2 separate regions of the Mus musculus genome follow, and region 1 is linked to region 2. The links are chromatin contacts, called in public HiChIP or PLAC-seq maps. All regions are on one chromosome and are shown on one strand. The core of a region is the stretch at or near the end of the contact, and the rest is flanking DNA. Distances in the headings are between cores, read along the strand shown. Region 1 holds the start of 5730596B20Rik (RIKEN cDNA 5730596B20 gene). Region 2 has its middle 23 kb from the start of Halr1.

Evidence for each region. HiChIP or PLAC-seq counts read pairs in DNA pulled down with a chosen protein or histone mark.
Region 1: an H3K27ac HiChIP or PLAC-seq map of embryonic stem cells shows a contact between it and region 2, with 9 read pairs. The contact joins the promoter of 5730596B20Rik here to the enhancer-like site in region 2. A contact is called at or near these places in 6 of 484 Hi-C or Micro-C datasets (brown adipocytes, embryonic fibroblasts, embryonic stem cells and 2 more), 3 of 115 datasets of contacts at active chromatin or transcription factors (cardiomyocytes, embryonic stem cells and neural progenitor cells) and 3 of 9 other capture datasets (adipose tissue, liver and pancreatic islet).

Annotation. Positions count from the first base shown.
Region 1 is chr6:52,174,913-52,180,265 of GRCm38.p6, reverse strand. 5730596B20Rik (RIKEN cDNA 5730596B20 gene) reads right to left here and starts at 3,111. Exons shown (of 1, transcript NR_163848.1): 1 at 1-3,111. The region is part of intron 3 of Hoxa3 (homeobox A3); the gene reads left to right. It overlaps LOC115490409 (a long non-coding RNA gene), which reads right to left and starts at 5,087. Exons shown (of 2, transcript NR_168044.1): 1 at 4,971-5,087.
Region 2 is chr6:52,076,917-52,081,995 of GRCm38.p6, reverse strand. No RefSeq gene overlaps it. Among named protein-coding and RNA genes, the nearest start is that of Halr1, 23 kb to the left of the region's middle. Within about 2 kb of position 2,890, at least 42 of the 459 cell types and tissues checked have an H3K27ac peak or open chromatin away from gene starts, as enhancers often do. A contact at or near this core is called in embryonic stem cells and neural progenitor cells, where this site is marked.

The DNA of each region.
Region 1 (5,353 bases), core at 1,862-4,361, 98 kb before region 2:
CCTGGACTGGTTACAGTCCCTACTTTTCTCTCGCAAATCTAAATGTTCTGCTTGGAAACCTGGTTCCTTCAGTGATTCCCTATTTCAAATAAAAGGATTTAAGTTGACGTCTGACCACGTGAGCACACGATGCTGCACATTATTGTGGTATTGGGAGCGGAGACCCAGGCAGGCTTCGTTGGCGATTACATTTCTAGGTTCTTTTTAGAGCGAAAGCTTCCCCCCCCAACCCCCCACGCACCCACCTCCTCCTTCTCCATCTCCTTCCCCTTCTCCGGAGCGAGCGAGTGCTCTTCCAGCGGTTTGCAGTTTTCAGTTCTCATGGAGCAGTTCTGGGCAAGCTAGCCGATGGGACTCTCGGCCACACCAGGAGGATGGGATTTATTTTAAGGTATTTCCTCTGATTGTTCATACCTAGGGTGAGTTATGGCTGTGGGAGACAGAGGTCAGGCAAGGAGACCCTGGATCATGCACAGGACCCTCACCCTCCCTCTGTCTTCCTTTGTTTCTGTTTTAGAACTGAAAGCATTTGAAAGATTCCCAGTAGCTCCTCAGACTCTGAGTTTAATTCCCTGGAAAGTATTGTGGGATGTAAAGAAGAGGGCACTTGGGGGCTACAAGATGGGCCTAGTAGTCTCTAGTTTTGGGGTTGCTTTGTCCCACTGCAACCTGAAGGGCTGAAGTCCCAGGAGCTAAGCTCCAGACGGAGGTAGGGTTCTCTCAGGCAGCAGAGGTGGCTGGAAGCTCTGGTTAGGAGAGGTGGCCAGCAAGAAGCTAGAAGGGCCAGACCTTATGACAAAGGTGTGGGCCAGTAGCTGAGAAAGGGGGTCTCTCTCCATTTGGCCAGTGTTTGCTGAGCAGGGTGAAGGGTTAGGGCTGACCTGAGCAGCCTGAGCAAATGTAAGAGGAAAATCAATGAGGAGAATGTGCAGACACACTGCCATTTTACTGATGATGCTTCCAGCCACTTTGTTCAGTGCTGGGTTGGGGGGGGGGGGAGGCAGAGTTCCCAATGCCGGACCCAGTGAGTCCAACCTGGAGGGCATGCCATTGTTTCCAGAGCAATAGCTGCCTGGGAGGGATGGAGAGAGAGAAGCCTGGGGTGCTGGGGAGCATGCCAGCTGCCCGGAGGTCTGGTCGGTGTGATTTGCAGAAGGGGGTCTGGGGCTTAGTTTGAGCTCCCACCAGTGTTTTTGGGTTGGGTGCTTTCTGTACACCCTAAGCCAGCCTGGAGAGTTAAAGAACTGGCCTATGTGCCCAAGATTGGAGGGAATTCTGTAGCTGTAGTCCTTAGCAAGCAGAGACAACATTTCTCTGGCTTTATATCCCCTGAAAGGGAGCTATTGCCTGTATGGAGGGAGATTAGTTAAACTGCTCCGCTCCAAAATATTGGCCAGGCTGGGGCTAATTGGGCTTTGGGGACCTTCTGCTCCTGGGAAGAGTGAAAGTCTTTGGAAAGGTGAAAGAAATTAGTCTTTACTTTGCTCCTTGAAGCAGATAAAGAGATCCCTGTGAGGAGTTAGGAATCAAATTTGCCTTCTTTAGTTAAAAAAAAATATTCATATTCCTTTATTTAAAAAATTCAAACCAGGCTTCTCCGACTTGAGTGAGATTTACTTCCCCAGGCAGGGTGGATTCTGCCCTCCCTCGTGCAGACCTCGGTGGTAACTGTGCTTAACTGAGGCTGTTTGAGTGCTCTAAAACACCCCTTGGAAATAAAATGTAAGCTTTAATTGCTGTTCAATTACTTGTCAGCATTTCATATGATTTATGACCCAGTTCTGGTGCATTTTTGACCCAGTTAAAGACTCATAAATAATATAGTTTCACTAGAAAGAAGGAGAAATGGAGTAAAGGTTTGTTAGAGGCATCTTTTTATTGTGGCTTCAGTGCCGACAAGAGAATAAATATCTAACAACAGACTCTCCAGCCTGGTTCTGTATAAAAAGCATGCACAGTAAGAAGCCAATAACTGCTTTCATAGAGCACAGTTGGCTTTTTCTCTCCCCTCCCAGGAAAGAGCTAAAGCCACCCAGGTTATGGCCAAACGATTAGCTATTAGAAAGACTGGTCCCCTGGACTCTCAAAGTTCCATCCTCATCTTCATAGGCCAGCATATTTCCTCAATACCTTCCCTCCCCATCTTTGGATTTTAACGATACTTCTTGCCAAAAGTTACTCCTCACCTTCCTCCCTGGCTTGCACAGAGAGTCTTGGAGCGGTGAGCCCCCTCAGAGATGGGCAGGACACCCCTTGAATGGCAGAAAGGTTCCATCAGGCACCCCGTTGCTACAAGTACTCTTCTGTGCCTTAGAAAACGCTTCTTCTGGTCACTCTGGAAATCACGGGACTTAGAAAAGATGGGGAAGCCCACGGATGCTGAGCAAAGAAAAGCTTGGTGGTTTGGGAGAGGCTGTGGAACTGCGGGATTCGCCTGGAAAGCGGCAGTGAGCAATTTCTAGAAATGGATATCAAATAGCAGCGAATCTTCGATCACAACCCAGTAACAAGCCAACAAAACCTTGCTATTATAAATTATTAATTTTAACAATCTCGCCTATGCTTGCTTCAAAGCCAGCCTTTTGGATTTCAGATGAGCCGCGGGTACCCGCAATCTATGTGCCAGGACGCCAGACCCGCTTATTGAAATCAGAGCTCTATTTTGCCGGCTGGGACCCACCGCCCAGAGCCACCTAGGTGCTAGTCGAGGGCGCACGGAGCTGAGCTCTCCCGCGGCTCCTGCACTTCCTTCGGTCCGGCCTGGTCTTGGCACTCGGGCTGCTTGATTTGGTGGTGCAAGAAAGGTATGCGTTGCATACGCCCTAGCCCTTTGCTCCAACGCTCTCAGCCCCCTTGGCTCAGACAGTCCACTCCTAGGTCTGGTTCTCACGGCCTTCCCTGCAGCTGGCTTAGCTGAGAAGGCGGTGAGAGTCGCGTCAGCAGTTTGGAGGAGAAAGTGCGGGTTGATTATTGACCCACGCCTTCTTTCTTCAAATGCCACATCCGACCCTGAGGGTTTGAAGAGAAAAAGCGGCCGAGCGGATTTTGCGGCCGGCTCTCACCTCCTACACGTCCCGGGCTCTTCCCTTTCAAGTTGCGCCGCTGCAATCTGCCATAAGGAGCAAGTGTTTGCTGTTTTGTGCTCTGTTTACAGCTTTGGGGAGCCGAGTCATAAATCTTGCCCAGCCATAAATGACAAAAACCATTGGTATGCATGAGGCCACCCTGGCCCGGAGTGCTTTTTTGATTTCTCCCTTTCCCCCCTGGCTTTGTTTTTGCTCTAAGGTGACACTTTGGCTCCCTGACAGTTTAAACATACTACTTATATTTTTAACACCTTCCTTTGAGAGGGACCCTCGTTGACGCCTCGGAATTGCACGAAAGCTCCTTTTCTCTCTTCTCCGCCCCCCCCCCCCCCCGTGCTTTGGAGGAGTTTGTTTCTGAAGCTGGGAAGCTGAACGGGGCATTGGGAACGACCCCATCCTCTTTAACGTTGTGGCATATTACCAAGCAAATGTAGGCTTTTCCTCAACCAAGCAAAAGGAAGGCCATTCAACTAATTAGAGGGTGAAATATCCCGGATGTCCATTTGTGTTGGTTCCTTAGCTATCTTCCTCATGGACTACCTGCTTCCGTGCCCGCCGGTACTGTGCAATGGGTACACAAGAGGTGGAGACTTAAGTTTCTGAATATCTTTGTGTGTGCCTGAGCCCACAAAGGTTCATTTTACTGTAGGGACAGTTGTCCATCTCCCTGGGATACTTCCTTCCGTTAAGCCTAGAAATTTAACCAAAGGCAGTTGAATTGCATTTGGGAGGTGTCTGGAAATAGGCCCTACACCACAGGGACTGGCTTTAGGGTGTCTGTATTGGGAGCGGCAGGTGAAGAAAACTGCCCAAAGTCAGGGCAACTCATTTCTTCTTCTCTTCTTTCCCCACCCCCCACCCCATGAAAATGTCCATGGCAGGGAATTGCGTGGTTTCTCAGACAGATTCTTAAAAAATAGAACCCCACAAGAGAGCCCCTTTGTGAAAGCCGTTTGTCCTCATTAGCATAATTTTCCTGGACTTTAGTGACGCCTAGGAAGGAGAGGGAGGGCGTGGGGTGGGGGAGGCCGCCCTCCTCCCGCTGCCGCGGAGCTCGCTCTGCTCCTGTTCCTCCCCTCGCCTCAGCCCCATCCCCCCACGCCGGCGCTTCCCTAGCCGCTCTGCTCTCCCCTCCCGCCCGCCCCGGCACCCCTTACCGCACCCCCCGACCGACCCCTGCTCGGCGCAGTATTCATAAGAAACATACCCAAGTCGGTGCCACTAGCCCCGCGGAGCCCGGCCGCGCCAGCGCTTATCTGGGGCCGCGGCCGCGGGTAGGGCGGGGGCGGGCGTGGGGGAGGGGAGGGGAGGGGAGGGGGTCCAGCCGCCCCAGTCCGCCGGGGGCCAGCCGCCGGAGCAGCCAGCGGTCCGGCTCTCCGCCGAGTCCCGGCCTTGGGGTCTCCCGCCCGCACGCCCGCACGCCCGCACGCCCGCACGCCCGCCCGCACGCCGGCTCGGCGGATGCTGAGGGTCGGTGGCATCCCGCGCCGAGGGGACCCGGGGCCGCAGCCTGAGCCCGAGCCCGCGGCGGCCGTCAGAAGTTAAGGTAAGCGGGGCCACTACCGGCCGCTCTCAGCGTTGAATGGTGGAGTGTATGTCTCAGTGATTTATGGCTGCAGACTTAAATCTCGGTTCAAGAAGAGTTCACAAGCCGGAGCTTCCTCGCCGGCAGTGACTGATACCCTCACACTTCAGTTCAGGCCGCGCTCCCATCCCCGCCCCCACTCTCCCCTCTTCCCTAGCCCAGCATCAACTTTTCTGGGTTGGTGAGAGATAGAGAGAGGAGTGGAGTGGGAACCGGGGCTTCTATCTCGACGTCCCCTTTCAAACTCGGGTGAGGGGAGGAGAGGGAGCAGAGACTGAAGGTGTCGAATTTGGGCATACCTTGTGGTGTAGAGACAACAGGGCTTCTTGCATCCTGTTCTCAGTTCAGCCTCCTCAACTCGCTTCAGCTCTTGCACCTGGAGGTTATTGTCCAGGAACAGAGCGTCGGGAAGGAATCTCCCTCCACCCTCAGCCCTTGCTTAGGGGGACAAAGCAAAGTTTCCTGGCTGGCAAATCTCCAACTTATTTACTAGATTGAAACTTTGGGGGCTGGAGGGGGCGGGTTGTGTGGACTCCAAGGTGATTGCGGACCTCAAACAATGGGATCTCTGAGCTGAATTCATATTTTAAGTTTGTGGACGCTGCCCTAGGCACTTTGATTTTTAAAGATATTTTTTGTTATTTTTACAAGACCATGTACAGTACAATGGAAAAAGGCTTAA
Region 2 (5,079 bases), core at 1,641-4,140:
GTCGAGAGATGGCTCAGAGATCAAGAGCACTGTCTGCTCTTGCAGAAGATCTGGGTTCCCTTCCCAGCACCCACATGGTGGCTCACAATCATCTGTAACTTCAGTTCCAGGAGACCCAAGCACCTATTCTGAGCTCTGGAGGGTTCTGTAGATATACAGTGCACATACATGCACTCAGGCACACATACATGAACATAAAACAAATATTAAAAATAATGTTAGTAAAAATCTTTATTGGGTAGGGGAGTGGAGGGGTGTGGGGGACTTTTGGGATAGCATTGGAAATGTAATTGAGGAAAATACGTAATTAAAAGAATGAAAAAAAATCTTTATTACTGAATGTACTTACTTAATTATTTGACATTTGAGACAGGGTCTCATTCTGTAGCTCTGGCTATCCTAAAATTCATTGTGTAGACCAGCCTGGCTACATAGTGAACTCACAGAAATCTGTCTGCTTCTGCCTCCTAAGTACTGTGATTAAAGGCATGTGATGCTATGCCTAGCCTATCATTGAATAATTTAAGACAGAAAGATGGTCACTTGTCTTGAAAAATCCCTCCACTTCTGAAGCTTACGTGGATCAGACAATGTTACTCACATCCAGGATCATTAGTGGGGGCATAAACCATGAATGAACTCTAGTATCAGGCTTACTAAGAAATCTAGCATACAGTGGGGTGGTGGTAGTTTCAGTTATTTGAGAAAACAAGCTGGGAGAACTCTTATAACTCAATAGTTCAAAGCCAGTCTGGATAACAGAGAAGGACCCAGACATAGGAAAAGAAAACGTAAAATAATCAATAGATAAATAAATGTCGTTTTTAAAAGTTGGGTTTTTTTGAGAGATGTTTAAATAATAATGTCCATATTGTATTGTTCAAATGATATTTTAAAAGTTATAGGGGAAAAATAAGTTATTTAGGAAATCAACCAGTTAGGTCTGGAGAGATGGCTCAGTTGTTAAGTGCTCACTGCTCTTACGGAGGACCTGAGTTTGGTGCCAAGCACCCACTTGGGGCCCGCTCCTGATTGCCTATACCTCCAGCTGCAGGGCATCTGATACACTCTTCTAGATTCCTGGGACACTGTTCTCACTCATCTATACACACACACACTCACACACTGGGACACTGTTCTCTATCCTCTATATACACAGACACACACACTGGGACACTGTTCTCAATCCTCTATACACACACACACACACACACACACACACACACACACTGGGACACTGTTCTCACTCATCTATATACACACAGACACACACACTGGGACACTGTTCTCACTCATCTATACACACACACACACACACACACACACATACACACTGGGACACTGTTCTCAATCCTCTATACACACACACACACACACACACACTGGGACACTGTTCTCACTCATCTATATACACACACACACACACACTGGGACACTGTTCTCAATCCTCTATACACACACACACACACACACACACACACACACACTGGGACACTGTTCTCAATGCTCTATACACACACACACACACTCACACACACACACACACACACACACTGGGACACTGTTCTCACTCATCTATACACACACACACACACACACACTGGGACACTATTCTCAATTCTCTATACACACACACACTGGGACACTGTTCTCACTCATCTATACACACACACACACACTGGGACACTGTTCTCAATCCTCTATACACACACACACATACACACTCACACACACACACACACACACACACTAGGACACTGTTCTCACTCATCTATACACACACACACATACACACACTGGGACACTTCTCAATCCTCTATACACACACACACACACACACACACACACACTGGGACACTGTTCTCAATCCTCTATACACACACACACACACACACACTCACACACACACACACACACACACACATAGGTATACTAAAATAAATCTTTCAAAAACTAAAACCAGCCGCTTGAAGTGAGTTTAGATTTTTTTCAGTGACTAAATCAATTTTACTTTGATAGTAATGATGTATAAAATAATTTAATAAGCACACATACCTTATAATATAGTAGGACTCTTGATTTGGAAGATTGAAATCCCGGTCTCTTTACTGAGTTGATTCAGTGCGGTCTGCTGAGATGGTTTCGTTGTTAATTGAGCCATCTTACAGCGAGACAGGCAGATTAAAGAACGTAATTTACTACTCTCTCCCTCAGCTCGTGGCTAATTTTAGGGATATACATACTATTTTTTTTTCAACAGTGTTAAGATGATCAAAGTTACAGCTGTTGCTCAAGCTCTCTCTGGGGATTGAGTGACTTAGAGTAATGTGCCTAAAATACCAGTTTCCCCACTTTGTTTGCTTCAGTTATGATCCTCAAGGCAGCCTCAACACTGATCTCTCAGAGAGAAAACGAGTTGATGGGTTTATATGCCTTTTTAGCCATGACTAACAACTACAGTTTTACTTTAAGATGATGAAAAGAAAAAGAAATATTGTTCATGTTTACCATTATGTTTTAAGAAAACTTGAAATTAAAACATCATATTCCTTCCCTGTGAAAACAAACTTCTGTGATTTCACCCTGAGGCTTTGACAGTTAACCACGAACAAGGGTTTGAAGAACGCTCGCTCTTCTCCCTGGTCCCTCCTGAGAACTTTGTAAGCTTTGCGTGTAAATGCAAACAAAAAAATGCTAAGCCTTTTGATGTTGAAGATTTGATGGCATCTCCAAATCTCCAGAGTAAATTCAAGGATTATGAGCTAGGACAGGCACACACAGGAAAGCACGAGAAACTAACAGTAAATATGCGCGACACCGGCTCCCAACAGAGCGCAGCAGAGTCTGAGTCACTAACAAAGAGTGTTAGTGGGAGAGGTGGGAGGAGAGAGGTGGCAGAAGCCATCCATTGGCTACATTCACATTCATGTTCATTTACATGCTAACGAAAGAACAGGGTTCACTCAAAGGCCTTTTTTTTCCTTCCTTATTCTTTTTCTTTCCTTTTTTTTTTTTTTTTTTTTTTTTTTTTTTTTTACGACAGGGTCTAAGCAGAGTGAAATTCAATTCTAGTCAGACCTGGGTCACCAGGGAGTTGATATCCCAAAGGCCTTTTTGTTCCCCTGGTGTTGAGATCTGAGTGAGTTAGTATTTAGCTGTTGGAGTCCAGGAAGCCTCTTACTAAGCAAGACAATGACCAAGGCTTGTGGAATCACCATAGCTCCACCCAGTCAGTGTCATTCTGAGAGGTGACCTCTGCATTTCCGCTACCCAGTGCGAGCTTGGTAGAAGTTGACCTGGTCATCCCAGGTCCAAGTGTCATTGATTGGCTGGTGATGGACAAGGCACAACGTGAATCTGTGTGATGCTTCATTCAACAAGTATCTTGGATTTATTACCTAAATCAATCTTGCTTTCCTCTTACTTGGCTTATTGTTTAACAACAGGAGCATGCGGGGACACATCCCCTTGTTTGCATCTGGTAGTGACTATCAGAAAGAGAAAGGTCTCCTAAAGCCTCACACAGGCATTGCACAACTGTTGAAGAAGGCGGCTGATCATAGAGTTACTAAGCTATCAGAAATGGACATGATGTATCTAAGGAAGAAGGCAGAACATGAGCAAACCTGATCCCCACCCCCCCTTTAAGAAATAAACTGGTGCTTTCTTCCCTTGCATGTTTCAAATGCTGAGGAAAAAAACAAAATAACCTTTAGCCTCAGAAGTTTCTTCTTTGGAACATTTCCCAATAAATACCAAGTACACAACCCTGAAAATATGAAACTTAAGGAATTAACTCAATAAAAATCGTGGTGACAAGAAGTGTGTTTCTGTCTCTATGGTACATATCTACTTTGGTTGCCTGTCGTCTATAGGTCCCAGTGTCCTAACTGAAGTGAAAACTTCCAGACTCGGTGGTGGGTATAAAAGTGACTAAAACCTCTCTAGCCCCACACTGTACTTCAAAATGTTCTTACTCTTTTCTTCCGCTATAAAACTAAGATGTTGTCCAAAATGCCCTTATAATATCTGCTATTAGCCTAGATCGAAGGATAAAGACTATTGAGGCCCACCTGTGAGAGGGACAAAGAGAGAGACACACAGAGAGAGAGAGAGAGAGAGAGAGATATGTCTTGAGTTTTTTTGGAGTTGTTATTGCTGAATCACATAGAAAAAGTTGAGTCACATATTTAACAAAAATAAAGCATTTCAAGTATTTTTTCTCTTCAGTACTTCATCCACAAAGCATGATTTGATTGTGTAGATTTACTGTGGTACACAGTAGTTTCATTGTGCTCTGAATACTTGCTGAGTCCTGGAAAGACAATACTCTATTAAGCTTCCATTTTAATGAAAGAAAGATGCAAGAGATAGGGGAAATGGGCAATTAAAATAACTATGCAATAATTCATGAGCAAGGTAAACCAGACAGAAGGCTGAGGCATTCTGCCATAGAAAGCGCGGTCTTGGGATCTGGCAAGATGGCGCAGCAGGTGAAGGTACGTGCTGCCACGTCTGATGACCTGAGACTTATCCTCGAGATCCACACAGTGGAAGGACAGAACCAAGTCCCACAAGTTGTCCTTTGATCTCTGCTAATGTGCTCAAGTACAAAGACACACAGACACAGTGAGAGGCATACGTACACACAAGGCAAGACCCTGAAATGCCTCAAGAAGTTGGCATTTGAATGAAGAATGAGATGCTGGCCGTGAGGAGAGCATTGTAGGTTAGGGCATAATAAATATGAAGAATCTGTCTCTCTCCAGCGTCCATCTTGACTAGTCTTCTAGAACATGACAGCATCATGAGATTCTGCTGTGAAGTCATTTCAGGAGTCAGACCCAATTTTATCATCAAACACCATGCAGGGTGGACTTTCTTAGAGCAGAATGCAAAACGGATCTTTCCATCCGATGAGAGTGCATAGAACAGGAATGTAGAAGACCCAACAGTAGCTAACACACCGGGAGTGAAGGATCAGTCCCTTCTCTGTTGACCTCTAATTGAAGACAGCCTCGCTGCTAGCTGTTTCCTACCTAGAAATGTTATGCCTTTACAAGAATATTTTGAGGTAGA